Linked DNA regions of Mus musculus: region 2 is linked to region 1. The links are chromatin contacts, called in public capture Hi-C maps. All regions are on one chromosome and are shown on one strand. The core of a region is the stretch at or near the end of the contact, and the rest is flanking DNA. Distances in the headings are between cores, read along the strand shown.

Region 1 (3,289 bases), core at 216-2,715:
CAGCCCCGGGTGGGCATCTGAGCCACTGACCCCACTTGATGGGGGGTGGACAAGGGGCAGTCCCCGAAACCAAGGGGCCCCAGGGCGACACCCTGTAGCCTCAGGGTTACAGGAGAGAGGGCTTAAGGGAGAGAGGTTCCCACACAGGTGAGAACAGCGGGCCTTGATGAACAGAGACAGTCTATGATTTTAGAGCTTTATTATAGAAAGGCAGGGGGGAAGAGAAAAGGTAAAAGAGGGAGAGACCAGCCATGGCCAAGAGGAAGGGAGGGGGAGAGAGAAAGAGAGAAGAAAGGCTAGAGAGTAAGAGGAAGAGAGAGGAGAAAGGTGAGGAGAGAAGAGAGGAGAGTAAGGGGAGTAAGAACAAGAGAGTAAGAGAGAGCAAGAGATTGTACAATCAATGAATTGCTCCATGTGTAGTACAATTTGAGGGTAGTAACATCAGTTTTGAACAGCAATTATTTAATCTAGATAGACATTACGTTTTCCTCACTATCGTGTAACTTTCCCCAAGTTCATCAGCTACTTGGCTTTGGCAAGAGAGTTCATCTGTAGCTGGAAGGTCCCAAGACTGTATGTCTCGGGAGTCTTCAGTCAGATGAGGTTTTTGGAGGAAGGCAGCTTTGTTGTCTGTAGGTCTCAGGAGATGGCGCTGGCTCAGGTGGATCTGTGGCAGTAGGTAGTATGTGGAGACAGACCTGTAGAGTAATTGTAACAACGGAGCAAAACACCAGTAGAGTATGTCTGCATAGGGTGGATAGCAAAAGTTATGCCTGCAATGGTTTGCTTAGAAGCACATCATGGTCCGTTTTGGATGGCTGAGGAAGAAAATATCATGTTAATTGTGTATCTGGGGTAGGCAGATAACAGTTTGTCTTTAAAAGGAAACTGGTTGGTAAGGATTGGATGAGTTTTGAACCTTAAAGGAAATTTTAAATATGTTGAAAAAAATTTTGGACATATATCATGAATACTAGAGAGAAAATAAGCACTTAAATAAAGAAGCAAGAAATTTTGGGTTGAAAAGCACGATTCAGGTGTTCCTGTAGGGGGAGCACAGCTTCTGGTGCAGTTTTCACAGGCTTAGCTGGATGGAGGGGGGAGTTGGGAGTGGGGTACGTTGTACCCTGCAGTTAACTTCCCCCTTTGTTTTTTTCTAGGAAAGCAGAAGGTGAAAGTTTAACATATAGGGTTAAGTGAGAGGCTTTTTAGCTAAGGTGGCTGTCTGGCCCGGTGGCACATTACCTCCACCCGCCCACGTAGCGCTTCTGCAGGCAGCCATGTTTGCTGGCCCACCACCTCATTTGCTGGCCCACCCGCCAACCTTTCTTTGTCTCCTGTGCTCCTGTCAGGGCCTGGGTCCATTGGTCGCTCACATGCAGGACTATGGCAGGGAGGGAGGGACAGAGCTCAGGGCACCACTGCCATTTGAGGAGGCAGAGAGTTTAGAGCAGGTGCTGCCTCTGTGCTGCTGGGCAGAGTCATTAGCATATTCACCGATCAAAGGCAAGGGGCTGCAGAGCCTGAGAGAGAGAGAGACAGGGAGATCTGGGAGGAAGCTGGCCAGGAACACTGGGGGGGTGGGGGGGGGTGGGGGGGTGGGGGGGGGTGGGGGGGTGGGGGGGGAGAGAGAGAGAGAGAGAGAGAGGCCTAGCTTTGAACTAGATCACTCATGGTCTTGGGAAACTTGGAGATCTCATGTAGGTCTCTGTGTTCTTTAGCTGGTTCTGTCTCGCATGGATGGTGTAACCATTATCTGCTACCATCTGTGGGAACTAAAAATTTGTTACAATAAAAGTGAAAATTTAATGTAACAGGACAAATAATTGTCAACAAAAATGAACAATAAAGAATTCTGTTCTATTCCTATTTTATTTATGTTTGAATTGGGAACCAATGTTAGCGTTCACTAAATACTCATCTATGCCTATTCAAATGCTATGATTTGCTATATAATAAAGTATATTTGTGGAAAAAATATATCCTGATTACACATTCTCCTTCCTCTTCTCCTCCCACTGCCCCCATCCTCTACCCCCCCCCCCCCAATCTGGTCTCCTTCCTTTCGGTCTCTCATTAGAAAACAAACAGGCTTCTATAGGATGAGATAAACCAAAGAGGAGGAAAAGAGACCAAGAGAAGGCACAAAAAAATGACTTATTCATATGCCCAGGAATCCCATAACAACATTAAACTGGAAGCCATAAAATCTGTTCAGAGGACCTAGTAAGTGCCGAGCCATGCAGTCCTTGTGCATGATGCTCCAGTCTCTGTGAGTTCATATGAGTTTTGGTCATGTTGATTCAGAGGGCCTTTATTCTTGGTGTCCTCCATCCCCTCTGGTTTTCTTTCTGTCTCCCTTTCTGCAGTGTTATCTGAGCTCCAAGGAGGGATTTGATAGAGATATCTCATTTAGGGTTGAGTGTTCTAAGGTCTTCAGCAATGATATCTTCTGTCTGTCTGTCTGTCTGTCTGTCTGTCTGTCTATTTAATCTGAGCTTCTACTGTACTAGGTTCCCATACTATTCCTCAAATGCCCCATAATTTTAGCTATCTATCTCTGTACTCTCCCTTTACCCTATCTCTTGATCCCTTCCAGTGCCCCCACTTAATAACTATTCTATTTCCCTTTCCTGACAGTATTTGCCTCAGTTTGTGTTTTATTTATATATTTCCACTTTGAATTCTTGGGGTGTTTTATTTATTTCTTCCACTGTTTGTATTTTTATAGAGGGTTTCCCTCTTAATTGATTGTTTATTGTCATTTTCATGTGAGTTTGGATATATATCAAAGTATCTGCATGCCCTCTCCCTATCTTCATTTGGATATGTTGCCAAGTCACTTAGAGCTAGTTTTTCTACCAAAGGAAACCAAGCATATGACATTTCTTTAATTCTGATTTACCATTAGCAGTAAGGTATTGTTGAGTTAATAGCAAGTTCTGGTTAAAACCTTCACTATAATAAACATACACATTATTGTAAGATATGTACATTTTTAAAAAACTGTCAAATGTAAACAGTAGTCACAAGAACTTGGGAGATATAATGAATTTATATACATTTTATGGTTTGTTTTCTTTGAAGAAATTGCAGGTTCTGAAAATGGGAATCTGTTTCTTTAGTGACTGAGATCATGTTACCATCCAGGAGTAACTTTCTGCCTACGTCTCCCCTCCTGGACATGGCTGTTTTGTTTGCTATACTGTGATGGAATTGCATGTTGTTCTCCTTACACCCTCCTTCACTAAGGTAGGTCTTCTTCAAGGACAGGTACCTGAGAGTTTTC
Region 2 (3,289 bases), core at 346-2,845, 1.0 Mb after region 1:
CCTGCATCAGAATTGTGGGTGGAGAAGGCCACAGCTTCTAAAATGCAGAACTCTGGGACACTGAGATGACTCAGGGGTATAGGCGCTTGCTATGAATTGTGATACCCTGAGTTTGATTCTCCCAGACTCATTTGATGAAAAAGAAAAGCATCTCTTAAATATTGTCCTCTGACCTCAGTAGGGACACACACACAACACACTCACACACACACATACACACTCACACACACATACTCACACACACACAACACACTCACACACACACTCACTCACTCACACACACACATACACAATTTCTTCTTTCTTCTTTTTTTTAATTCGAGTGTGTGTATGTGTGTATACGTATGTTCCTTAAAAAGTCTTCGGAGGCTTGGTGACAGTATTATTTCTATCCCTTAGCAGGGCTTTTAGGAATGAAAGGGGTTTTTCCTCAACCCTAAGTGATTTGTAGCAATGCCTGGGGTGGGTTTCATCCAAAACACTGGGATCTGTGAAATGCTGCAGCTGTTTACAGTCCCACGGCTGCATCCAAGAATCCTTCACTAATCCAACTCTGCCTGTCTTAGGCCATACTATTCTCCCAAGGCTCACCTTCCAGAACGTGAAAACCTACAAAGGCAGAGGCCATGGGGACCCTTGCTGGAGGTTGGCAGCAAGGAAAGGACACATCAATAATTCCACTCCTTGGCTGCCAATGATTGGACTGTGGGTAAGAGTGGTATGGCAGCTGATCGGCTGGATTCACATCAAGGCGGTGGATGGCTAGCCAGCCTTCTTTGCTCACACACAGGCCCAGGCACAGGCCTGGCTAGAAGAATGCTCCATATTGCCTCTCCCCAGACTCAGGCAGTGACACAAGGCATGTGATAGCATCCGTCAGAACAAGTCCCTCTGGGCAAGAGTCAGTTCTTCGGCAAAAGCCAAGAGCAGGAGCACACAGCTGCCTTCAGCTGAAGTTGTCCTACACTGAAGGTTACAAGGAACAAGTTGTCCTTCCCTTCAGACGACTGACTTCCTTTTGGATGAAACATCCCAGCTTCTCCTGTCAGGAACATGCCCAAATAAAGTAGCTGCTGCAGCCTTGGAAAAGATTTAGCTCCACAGAGAAGCTGGGACCCAACGCCCACATGGGATTTTCTGGATTTGCCTTTCTTTCTCTCTTCCTTGCTTCCTTCCTTGCTTGCTTCCTTCCTTCCTTCCTTCCTTCCTTCCTTCCTTCCTTCCTTCCTTCCTTCCTTCCTTCCTTCCTCCCTCCCTCCCTCCCTCCCTCCCTTCCTTCCTTCCTTTCTTTTCATTATTATTACTATTAGTTCGGCAGCGGTCATTTGAGTTTGGCTTTCCAAAGCTGTCTGGAAAAAGCTGCCCAGGCTCAGCTGCTCAAGACTGAAATGGGCGTGATGGATGCAGCCGCAGCTCTCAGATTTCTTGTTGCAAGTTTTTCTGACCTGAGTCAAGTAACCTGTTGAGACCAGTCCCCTCATCTACCCAGAGGCCACTCAGCAAATGCTTAGCTCACACTCCTGGATTCCTGTGTGGAACAGTGGAGATAGCGATCTGGCTCGGAACAATTCCAGCTGTAAACAACGCACTTCCTGACGGCAGAAGCAGAGTCCTCGGGAAAATGGCGCGGGTCTGCCTGCAGCCCGCCCCCGTTCTGTGCTGTGGGTGATGCCCGGGGAGCAAGCCTGGAAAGTATGTCTGTTGACAGCAAGGAGAAGCGCTAAATAATCTGCCAGGGACAGGAACTGGCCGCTAGCTAGATTTTTCTACGTAGGATTATATTTTGAAATAATTGCTTCAAGATATTTTTTTAAAAACTTGGCTGGCTCAGGGAGACATTCAGATGATGGTCTGGGGCCTTCAATGTAAGCTAAGGCAGGCTTGTAGAATCATCACCCAGCACAGAAGGAAGGAAGCCAACAACTGGGGCAGAGAGAACGCTCAGTGAAGTGCGTTGGGTTTCCGGTGTCCAGAGTCAGTGTCAGACTGTGGTCTGCCAAAGGTCCTGAGAATCCAGAATGACTTCCCACATGCTCTGCTAGGGGAGTATTGGTGGGGAGGGGGGAGGGGGAGCTTTGGGGACTAGTGACAGAAAGGTTGTCAGCCTAGCCCCAGTCCACCTGGTCAGCTGACTCCTATTAGTTGATAACTCACCCTTGGAGTTACTGCGGAGAGCTGGGCAGCCCTCCCTCAAATGTCCCCTTGGCCTTCTCTCTGTTTTCTCAGGCCTCTGCACAAATGCCACCTTCTCAGGAAAATCTACCCTGTCTGAAAGGCTGATGTCCCCGCCTCATTTCCTAATGTTAAACATGTTGTCGTTCCCATTACAGTTTATATCGTCTATATTGTAACTATCTTAGCAGGAACAAAAATATTCTATTTTATTTATTTGTTTGCTTATTTTGGGACACGGTCCCATGCATACGAAGCCCACCTCAAACTCTCTAGTTGAAGAAGACCTTTAACTTCCCTGATGATTTTTGCCTCCACCTCCAACGTGCTGGGATTATGGGCACGTCACAACCGACACCCAGTTCATAGTTTCTTCAGTGTTCAGGATTGAACCCGGCTTCTTCTGCATGCCACACAAGCACTCTGCAAGCTGAGTTACATCTCCAGCCCCTGACAGGTGAAGCTATTCTAGACAATTCTGAACACACACACACACACACACACACACACACACACACACACACACACACAAGGTCCTGTATATCTCTCTAGTGAAATAATGGTCGCCATGAGATTAGAATCCCCCAAGATATTCATGCTAGGAGAAAGAAAGGATGGAGGCAGAGAGGAACATGGGTCCCAGAATGCTGTTTCACACAGCTCTAACAACTGCACAAGCCCACCTGGAGGACAGATTGGAGGTGTGAAAGGCAGGGCCACTCATTGCCCAGGACTGCTCAGCAGTGTGTACCGCGTGTCCTCTTATTAATCCTGAACTTCATGTCAGGACCCCACAGTGTGCTTGGGAGCTATGGGAGCTGTTTGTTCCTCTTGCTGGTGCGACCACACTGAATACATCTTTCTCTTCTCGATGGATGTTATTCACCTCTCTGATTGGCCTATTGAGAGGGGAGGGAGATGACCACGCCTAGGTTGCTGGACTGCCAGGCTGTGACCCAAAAAACTCTGGTAAGAATATTTTCCCCTCCAGCTAAGATGTCAAGTGCAAGAATGTATATTTTTACTTACAGTTGGGTCCAAGGGTTTTAGAAAAATGCATTCACATCATAAAGACTAGTAAATATTTACTGAATGTGTGAAGGAATCTTACATTTAG

Evidence for each region. Capture Hi-C pulls out chosen DNA fragments and counts their contacts.
Region 2: a contact with region 1 is called in a capture Hi-C map of embryonic stem cells, with 9 times the contacts expected there. The contact joins two enhancer-like sites. A contact is called at or near these places in 2 of 484 Hi-C or Micro-C datasets (cerebellar granule neurons and cerebellum), 4 of 115 datasets of contacts at active chromatin or transcription factors (embryonic stem cells and epiblast stem cells) and 1 of 9 other capture datasets (embryonic stem cells).

What each region holds. Positions count from the first base shown.
Region 1 is chr11:21,633,291-21,636,579 of GRCm38.p6, forward strand. All of the region lies in intron 1 of Wdpcp (WD repeat containing planar cell polarity effector), which reads left to right. Among named protein-coding and RNA genes, the nearest start is that of Wdpcp, 63 kb to the left of the region's middle. Within about 2 kb of position 1,466, at least 4 of the 459 cell types and tissues checked have an H3K27ac peak or open chromatin away from gene starts, as enhancers often do. A contact at or near this core is called in embryonic stem cells, where this site is marked.
Region 2 is chr11:22,628,231-22,631,519 of GRCm38.p6, forward strand. No RefSeq gene overlaps it. Among named protein-coding and RNA genes, the nearest start is that of Gm12052, 18 kb to the left of the region's middle. Within about 2 kb of position 1,596, at least 106 of the 459 cell types and tissues checked have an H3K27ac peak or open chromatin away from gene starts, as enhancers often do. A contact at or near this core is called in embryonic stem cells, where this site is marked.